Linked DNA regions of Mus musculus: all the other regions are linked to region 3. A link is a contact called in public Hi-C data. All regions are on one chromosome and are shown on one strand. Each heading gives the region's core, a stretch centred on a gene start, on an enhancer-like site or on the middle of the called end of the contact. The rest is flanking DNA. Distances are from core to core; before and after follow the strand shown.

Region 1 (3,031 bases), core at 390-2,889, 65 kb after region 3:
GTAGATTTTTGTACACCTGCAGAGACTCAGTAATGATGGGGGAAATGCCCAAGGCAAATGGTCTCCAAGAAGATATTTACACAACGTGAAATCAACTGTACCGTAGATACCCAGGGAAAATTATCTTACGTTATTATGAAATCGAACAAATATGATATAGCATCATCATACAGAAAACCTGTAGGACTCCATTCCAAGCCTAAGCAAAAAGGAATCCCTCAGCTCCTTCTGCCCACTCATCCGCCATCTTCCTGTTACAAAGAATGAATGTCTAGATTACTCCCGCCCACCAGCAAATAAAGTGCGCAGTCCATGGCAGACCATAGAATAATGCAACAGGAAAAGCCCCCTTTTGTATTATCATTTAAAAAATAAAGTACAAACAACAGAAATAAAACAAACATCGAAGAGAATTCGGTGATTCTCTGCATCTTGAAAAAAAAAGAGGCGAAGCACGGGGTGCCTTGCTTGACGGGTTACTCATGTTAGTACACGTATCCTTCGTTGTAGGGGTGAGGGTTGCAGCAGCCCCCTTCGGGCATGTAGGTCATGCTCTCATCAAAGTGAGACAGAGGCACTGTGTCCTCTTCGTTGATGTGACGTTCCATGTCCGTCTTCAGCAGTGGGCGCTGGTTATCCGGAAAGGCCATAGAGAAAAGGGCTTCCGGGTCACACACAAATTTGTACACGTATCTTTCTCCAGCCACCTGAGAATATCACAGAAAAGGCCACAGGAGTAAGGGAAAGAGAAACAAACATGAATTAACAGATCAGCAGAAATGGAGGCCAGAAGAGACTATGCAACTAAGTAATAGACACATCTTCATGGGGGAAGAGTCCTTACTTTGTGAAATAAGCCATGCTTCAATGAAGGGAAATACAAAATGTTGAGCTACAGTAATAATTAATTCTAAGAAAAACTAAGAAAATCAGCAGTTGTTTTTGCCTTTTTAACATAAAGATGCATTTACACTGTCATTGGTGGGAGAAAAATCAATGATATAATGTAAGCAATTCACATTGAAGGTTTTTTTGTTGTTATTTGTTTTAAAGGTAACATCTATGCTTTGGAAAATCTCTTTAAGATTTATCTTTCCCTTACTATTATATTTCTACAACTTTCAAGTTTTAAAAGAAAAAAAAATGTGTTTTATTCCTAAGAGTAGAGTAGTGATCACTGATACCCAGGATGCACTGCTTCTTTTTCCTGCATCTTCCTCTGGTACTGTGTACCCTCCATCTAAGAAAGTCCCAAAGATACATAGCCTTATTTAAATGAAGGATGGAGCAGAAGAACATTATCCTGAGCACATCACTTTTTAAAATGAAAGCAAGATACGTTAGATGAAACTTAAGGATGTGTGTAAAGTGTCAAATTGAAGTAAGAGGCGTAAAAAAAAAGTGAAAGGAATCTAAAATACACACTGGGAAGGGAGGAAATGAGAAAAGGAAATGTGTCAAGCGCCTGAAATAAAGGAGATGTAGCACAATTTGTAGAGAAAGACATGCCCCAAACTTAAGTTGTGAAGAGTAATGCTTCTGTAGAAACTGATAAACAATGGAAAGAGAGAGACAGATGTATCTGCCATTAATAGACAACGCTAAGGAACTCAAGACCCAGGGGATCTATGGGGAACAAAGGCAGTTCCCTGTGTGAAGTGTGACAGTGACAGTTCTCTCTCTCTCTCTCTCTCTCTCTCTCTCTCTCTCTCTCTCTCTCTCTCTCTCTCTCTCTGTGTGTGTGTGTGTGTGTGTGTGTGTGTGTGTGTACATAGCTCACAACTTCAGATAGCTGAAACCAATCCACCATCTCCTGTTTCTGTGTCAAAAGGTCTTGCTAGTTGATTTGTGACATGGGGAAGCAGTGTGCTCACAGTTTATAAACTCTCTGTGCATGTTTGGGAGACAAGGAATGACTGCCAAGGAGTCTGCTGCTCTGGACTCAGAGTTAGAATATTTGTTGCCCTGAATTTAAGTAAAAGGAGCCACATTAGAGTCCAAGTAATCTGGATATCTAGAGGTTTGAAAGAGCCAACCCCGAGAGATGTTTATGAATCTGGACATGTTTCTTAAACTGCTCTTCAGTTCCTTGTCTTGTGAAATTGAAACAGGAAGGGCTCCTTGGAAGGCCAGCTGTGATGCATAGAAAAACTCTAGCACAGTTCAAAGCAAATGGAGACACCTAGTTAACTCTCCTCCTTTAGACCTCATTACATACACACATTCACACACACACACACACACACACACACACACACACACACACACACACACAGACACACACACACAGACACACACACGGAATGAAGTAATGAAGTGAGTCCCAAAGTAAAAACCAGGCAGTTTCAGACAAAAGCTGAGATATACAGAATATATCTTAGTTTTGTTTCCGTTCTTCCCTATTTTTCAAACTACTTTCAGGAAACGAAGGTAAAATAAATGCTGTATTCAGCATGCCTCTGAGTCTTCTATAGCCCACTCTGTTTAGTTTGGGGCTACAGAAAAAGAATTGTTTGCTTTAGGGAGTGCACCTGTTTTGTCTGACACGTTTGACATGTTGGGGTTGTCTTCACTTAGAAGCAATGTAATAAGTGAGAACGATTTCATCATGAGGAATTTAAATGTACAATATGCAGCAGAAATCATCAAATATCGTAGGAACTTCTGCTTTCTACTTCCTTCTAGTTTCCTGTGAGGGAACACTTTCATGCTACCTCCATACTTTCCACCCCGTTAAAGCTGACATACAAACAGAGTGAATGATGCCCTCCTTGGTTAGTGATACAGTTGTGGTGTAAGAAGCCCTGTAGGTTATTAGGTAAAGCTAAAGGCAACAGTGAGGTGACAAAACACAGGGATTTTGTGGAGGAACATATCAGAAGTAAACAGGGAGGTAGATCTGTCAAATAAAGCCCAGACAGATATTTAAATTACATTTCAACTTTTAAATTTTCAAGATGGTTCAGCAAGGGTACTTGACACCAAACCTGACAACCAGAATTCGACACCTGGGACCCACAGATTGGAAAGT
Region 2 (3,015 bases), core at 235-2,734, 85 kb after region 3:
AACAAGTAACAGATTTTAGCTTGAACTAGGTCAGACACAGCATACTGGATTCATATATGATGGCTTTAGTAGAATATCTCTTACACTTCATGTTATCCTCTAACCTGAGGTATGAGTTTATGGCACTTTGTTGAAGGACTTTGAAGAAATCTACAGAAATCATGATAAAAATCATCCCACTGAGTATCCTTCATCGGTGCCAGGTCTGCTAATCTATGCTGGATACTGTGTTAGGCACTGCTTAAACATGACAATATTTCATCTCTACAAATACACTAAGGCCCCTTTGGAAATAAGTAAATTGGGAGGCAAAAGAAATCGCAAAGCTTGCTCCATATGATACAAATGGTCAACAGATATCAGGCCCAGGAGTTGGTGTTTTCAAATGTCACACGAACTGAGTGATTTTACAATTAATGCTGAACATAACTAAAAAGCAGATCACAGTAATACAGCAATAAGCTCTTAAGGCTCACACAGAAAGAGGAGTTAAAATCAAAGTTAGAGATCTATTAAATAATCACAACCCTAGCACTGCTCATTTGACAACTTTATTTGGCTTTTTTGAGTATTTTCCCATTCATTTGGATTATCTGTCCTTAAGAAAGTTACCAACAACTATTAACAGCAATAAATAAAAACACAATGAAAACAATAAGTATCTCTTTAACCCAATACAATTTTTAAAAAAAACTTATTTCAAGTTATGAAACCCATTCCACCACTTACCTAGCTAAATCATTTGAGTATGGAAATAATTGAGCTCCAAAACATTTCATAAGAATATTTAAAATCCAAAAGCCTACACTCAAATGAGTGCACACAGACACAGGAATGCACAGGTGTGGTCATTTTACACACACACACACACACACACACACACCGTTTTGAAAAGAAGGTAATCTTTTGGCTCTTTTGTTCACATTCACTAAACACATACATTCAAACCCAGTGGTCTTTAAACTGTTTCATTTCATTTCAAATCTCAGCTCCACTTATAAAAACAGTTGATGTTCATTTCAGCCACTGGTCGTAAGCAACGCAAAGCCTAAGTGTCCTGGTTGTTCTGTTTGAAAAGAAAGCATAAATTACACACTACAAAAGTGTACTCCACCCTGTCAAGTTCCCCTTTCTAAACTAGCCCAGCTAAGGAGCATGTCATCCCTCCCTTCCCCCTTTCCTGCCTGCAAAATCCAAGTTAGACAAACACAGTGGGGCTGAGATGACATATTTGAATGGAATTCAGACCCACCAGTTCCTGTTTATGTTTCTGATTTGAGAATGTTGTCTTCCCATTCACCATACATTAGGAACTCTGGAAAGCCATAAATGGTGTCAGGTTACACACAAGCAGGACCAATGAACATTAATCATTACTTCCAGTCAACTGGCAAAAGCAACAGCTGATGGAACACTACACCCTCCAGCTCTTTATAAATGACATTCCAGAGAGTCAGGCTTTGTGCATGTGTGTGTGTGTGTGTGTTTCCTTTCAGTCTCCATTTTATGAATGAAACTCCAGGCTCTATGGAGTCCATTCATGGAAAAGAAACGCTTACAAGGCTCTGCCCCTAGGGATCAATCAGTCATGGGTAAAACTGATATGATTGGTTTAAGACAGCCTTCAGCCTTCCATTACTGACTTAAAATGCAGTCCCTGTCCATTTGACCTGTGTTAATGCATGAAGAGTAAATCCAGACTGTAGTCTCAATTCTCAAATCAAATCACTCGCCAAGGCCACTTACAGTAACTGTAGATTTAGAGTATATTGAAGCATTTCTTAGAAAAACTGAGAGCACAGACCAGGATCATGGTTGGGGAGAGTTACTACTTTAACCAGAATCAAATGAGAAAAAGCCACACAACCCACATTGGGCCATTAGAAGCTAAGTCAAACTGTGAGGCTAATCCGTGACAACTATTATAATAATAAGATCAATTAGGTAAAGACCACTGTCACTTTTCACAATGGAAGCACCTGAAACATCCGCCTACTTGTCGACAAACCCCAGGTTGAGTAAAAGAAAACTATCATTGTAGGCTAGAGCAACAAATAGAAAGTTAACATCTTCCAAAAAAAAAAAAAAAAACAAAAAAACAAAAAACAAAAAAAAACAATAGTTCCTTCTTTAACATCCCCAAGTCCATTTCTTTCAGCAACAATATTAAAAGTTAGGAAAGGAAGGAGTTACAGAGACAAAATTTGGAGCTGTGACGAAAGGATGGACCATCTAGTGATTGCCATATGCAGGGATCCATCCCATAATCAGCTTCCAAATGCTGACACCATTGCATACACTAGCAAGATTTCCCTGAAAGGACCCAGTTATAGCTCTCTCTTGTGAGACTATGCCGGGGCCTAGCAAACACAGAAGTGGATGATCACAGTCAGCTATTGGATGGGTCACACGGCCCCTAATGGAGGAGCTAGAGAAATTACCCAAGGAGCTAAAGGGAACTGCAACCCTATAGGTGGAACAACATTATGAACTAACCAGTACCCGGGAGCTCTTGTCTTTAGCTGCATATGTATCAAAAGATGGCCTAGTCGGCCATCACTGCAAAGAGAGGCCCATTGGACTTGCAAACTTTATATGCCCCAGTACAGGGGAACGCCAGGGCCAAAAAGGGGGAGTGGGTGGGTAGGGGATTGGGGAGTTGGGTATGGGGGACCTTTGGGATAGCACTGAAAATGTAAATGAGGAAAATACCTAATTAAAAAAGAAAAAGAATTTGGGAAGAAAAAAAAAGTTAGGAAAGAGCGAAGTTAAGCTGAAAGGAATGTGGCCTTGAGTAAAGATGCTTTATAGAGAGCAGAGCTGAGCCTTCGGGAGTGTCACATCTCAGGTACACAAAGCCAGAGTTTCTAGAACCATAATCAGAGTTGCACTGGAAATGACCAAAAATAGAAATGTCCAAAATGATCTACTCTAAGCAATCTCGAGGATGAATTGAAAAGGCCCAGTTCTAACCTAAGCAGTGCGACGTGTGTATTGCCAGCCATCTGGACGAGG
Region 3 (3,069 bases), core at 122-2,621:
GGACTCCCAATAGCCACTCTCTCCAACCACATAGCACATGTGCCCTTGTACCCTGCCAGGCTGTGATGACCGGATAATTTTCAGCTGCAAGCCCGTAGTTTTTATTTTAATCTGGGAAGTTATAAAAATAACAATACTACATCACTTTCCAATTCACCAACTGACTTTAGTCTTTTGCTTTCCGATTCTTTTCATTTCTCTTTTATAAGCCCGCCAATGCTGTGGCTTTTGCTCCTCTTCCATATTTAATCAGAGCAACCAATGCTGAGAAGTTTTACAGGGAATTTAATTTGATCTGTTTAGAAACATTTATTTATTCCATATGGCATTTAAAGCAACTGAATTATTTTTGGTTCTGATGTTACAGAGACAAGATGAGAACTTTGAAGGGGTGGGGGGACGGGGGTAAGGATATACACAAACCGGAAATCAAGGAGCAGTTTCGTTGCAAAGATCTTCCATGAAACAGAAGTGAACAGAGTTCACAAGAACAAGGAAAAAAAATAAGTTACATGACAATTTTTGTGAATCTGAAGTCCCCAACACAATCCTCCTGAATTCAGGGGTTAAATTAGATTTCATGTGGCAGTGGCCTTGTGTTTTTGATCTGTGTTAACACCAACTAAGAGCCATGCTGTGGGGCTCTGTGACTGGTGAATGGCACCGCATTATCTCAGATTAGAGACAAGGAATGAGGTAAGAGTGCTAAGTAGCCTGGTTCAGTCTGCCTGCACTTTGCACCAATTCAAAAGGGCCTGGTGATTAGTGATTATTCAAGAGACATACATACTATAAAGTGTGGTATTTTTCTTCTATAGTTGCATAAATGTAGAAGGTCTGTATTGCAAACCCAGTAGCTAGAGTGGGGCATTTTGGCATAGCTGAAACTATTTTCCTGTAACAAAACGAAGGAACTAACAGGCAAGGAAAAAAGAATTTATTGGAAAAAACACAAAACTCCAAACCTGTTCATCAAACATTGCCTTAAATCCATTAACTTATACATGAGTGAAGTATCTAAACCAATGTGAGGTATAATTTGTCGTGGGATTTTTGTTGGTTGGTTGTTGACATTTTAACAACAGCAGAAAAACATTCTAATACATAAGCACAGATGCCAAACGAGTAAAGATCAAATTCCGTGAGGAGCCTTCCACTAGGGCCAGTAGGGTGCTGTGGTTAGGAACGAAAACAATCTGCTTAGCCCTCAACCAGGCTCCCTATGAAAGCCTGTCGGGAAGGCCATCACTTAGAATATATGTTACAAAGCTATGGTAACAGACCTTTTAGCCAGTTAAGAGCACGGCTGCAGTTTGCTGGCTCTCTGGGTTCCAGGCGTGAGTCATGCTTCCTGTTTAGCACACAGACGGAGCCTCTGTTTGAGGCTTCGTTATTTGGTAAAAGAATGGCAGCAGAGTGGTGCTGTGGCAGTGAGCTGGAAGCAATCACATTTACTGGGCTTACACGCATGAGAAATGCAAATAGGTTTCATCTGCAGGGATACGGGTTGGTGGCTTGACTCAAACACTTCATACTCTTAGGAAGAAGGAAGTTAAACCACAGGCTTAATCCTTGACTAAATCTTGAGGTATTCCTTACCACAAATTAGAAAATTGAAACCAAAACGGGTCCGGCCCTTCCAAAACCAAGGAGCTCAGCTCTTAGTTCAGAGTCTGTCAAACCCATCACGCTGGATGTTTTTACTTGCTTCATACCCAATGGCTTACTTTAAAGCCTTGTTAGGGCAGAGCCATCAAACTATGTGTGCCTGCTATGGGAACGGAGACTAGGTGGCAATAAGGCTTGAACAGGGAGTTTCAAATGACAAGAATGATCAGTACTTTATATCTGCAAGTTGTACTCCTACAAGTGTTACTCCCTGACCAACTGCCAACCCAAAAGCAAAATGTATCCACATTGAACATGTGCAGTATCTCTCTAGTACCATTGCCTAAATAATACAATATTAAAACTATGCATACAGCACCATCATTGTGTTAGTTTTTCTAAATAGTCTAAAGGTGACTTGAAGTAAGTTGAGGGAACACAATGGTTGCAGGCAATGTTATATTATTTTATACAAGGGACTTCAGAATTAGTGTGTTTCAATATCCATTGGGTTCATGGAATCAATCCCTCTGGGATAGAGACAGTTTAATTACTGAATGTCTCTATGTAACTACAGATCTTTTTACCTTCTGAAAACAACTATTAACCTAAAATCTTACTAGCTTTACTGTTATAAGATTCGTGCATTATGAACATTGTTGCTCCTGAAATGTATAACAAAAGTAGAGGAGAAGATCTACCAATGCCATTTCATACACAAAGTTCTCTGCTAATTACAGATATTAGCAATGATACCAATACTTAAGATAGTAAGAGAAGGGCTGGACTATAGCTTAATAGTAGAGCACTTGCGAGTGTGAGAACCGAGGTTTCAAATACCTCGAAAGAATCCTGCCCCACCCCTACACCCCAAATACACACACACACACACACACACACACACACACACAAATGAAATCAAGAGAGGCAGCTATGCCTTAAACTTAGTTTATATGAATGTTTTATTTTACTCTACTTCTTACCAAAGTAAACCATTTTAAGAAATCCTGCAACTATTTTTCAATTCTTCTTCATATGAGAAAAACAGTCCAGAGAACAGTAGTTTTATATATAGTTTAAGAAATAAGTGATTTGAAATGAAGGGGTGGAGAAGAATTCAATTAATTATGAGTATCTGTGAGCTAAGTGTGACCTCACAAAATCTGACTTATTTAATCCTCACAATAAAAACATTAAAGTTCTTGCTGATGCAGAATTTCAGGCATAAAACATGTCCATTTCTTTCTAAGGGTTTCTAATGAACATTTAAATCAGGCAGTATTGATACTTTCACTAATTCAATCAATAAACAGTGAGTGCTAATGACTTCCTGAAATATGTGCACTGTTTCATTAGACAACAAATGGAATGTAATAAAATAGCAAACTTCTGTGTCCCTGAAGCTCTTTAGCCAGCAGAAGAAACACAAGATGCTGGGTGACTCTGCAGTAGTTGGGAAGC

What was found. A called contact is a pair of places that touch in the nucleus more often than the background predicts.
Region 1: a contact with region 3 is called in a Hi-C map of bone marrow-derived macrophages, with 2.6 times the contacts expected there. The contact joins two enhancer-like sites. A contact is called at or near these places in 1 of 15 datasets of contacts at CTCF or cohesin (the NIH/3T3 cell line), 5 of 484 Hi-C or Micro-C datasets (the HPC-5 cell line, bone marrow-derived macrophages, embryonic stem cells and 2 more) and 2 of 115 datasets of contacts at active chromatin or transcription factors (the 230-238 cell line and bone marrow-derived macrophages).
Region 2: a contact with region 3 is called in a Hi-C map of the N1E-115 cell line, with 4 times the contacts expected there. The contact joins two enhancer-like sites. A contact is called at or near these places in 1 of 15 datasets of contacts at CTCF or cohesin (the NIH/3T3 cell line), 4 of 484 Hi-C or Micro-C datasets (the N1E-115 cell line, bone marrow-derived macrophages, nephron progenitors and 1 more), 1 of 115 datasets of contacts at active chromatin or transcription factors (bone marrow-derived macrophages) and 1 of 9 other capture datasets (pancreatic islet).

The regions. Positions count from the first base shown.
Region 1 is chr12:38,863,224-38,866,254 of GRCm38.p6, reverse strand. It overlaps Etv1 (ets variant 1), which reads right to left. Exons shown (of 13, transcript NM_007960.5): 13 at 1-707. The coding sequence ends at 486. Among named protein-coding and RNA genes, the nearest start is that of Gm34611, 42 kb to the left of the region's middle. Within about 2 kb of position 1,639, at least 40 of the 459 cell types and tissues checked have an H3K27ac peak or open chromatin away from gene starts, as enhancers often do. A contact at or near this core is called in the HPC-5 cell line, bone marrow-derived macrophages and macrophages, where this site is marked.
Region 2 is chr12:38,842,345-38,845,359 of GRCm38.p6, reverse strand. All of the region lies in intron 8 of Etv1 (ets variant 1), which reads right to left. Among named protein-coding and RNA genes, the nearest start is that of Gm34611, 63 kb to the left of the region's middle. Within about 2 kb of position 1,484, at least 71 of the 459 cell types and tissues checked have an H3K27ac peak or open chromatin away from gene starts, as enhancers often do. A contact at or near this core is called in the N1E-115 cell line, the NIH/3T3 cell line, bone marrow-derived macrophages and 1 more, where this site is marked.
Region 3 is chr12:38,927,458-38,930,526 of GRCm38.p6, reverse strand. No RefSeq gene overlaps it. Among named protein-coding and RNA genes, the nearest start is that of Gm34611, 22 kb to the right of the region's middle. Within about 2 kb of position 1,371, at least 184 of the 459 cell types and tissues checked have an H3K27ac peak or open chromatin away from gene starts, as enhancers often do. A contact at or near this core is called in the HPC-5 cell line, the N1E-115 cell line, the NIH/3T3 cell line and 3 more, where this site is marked.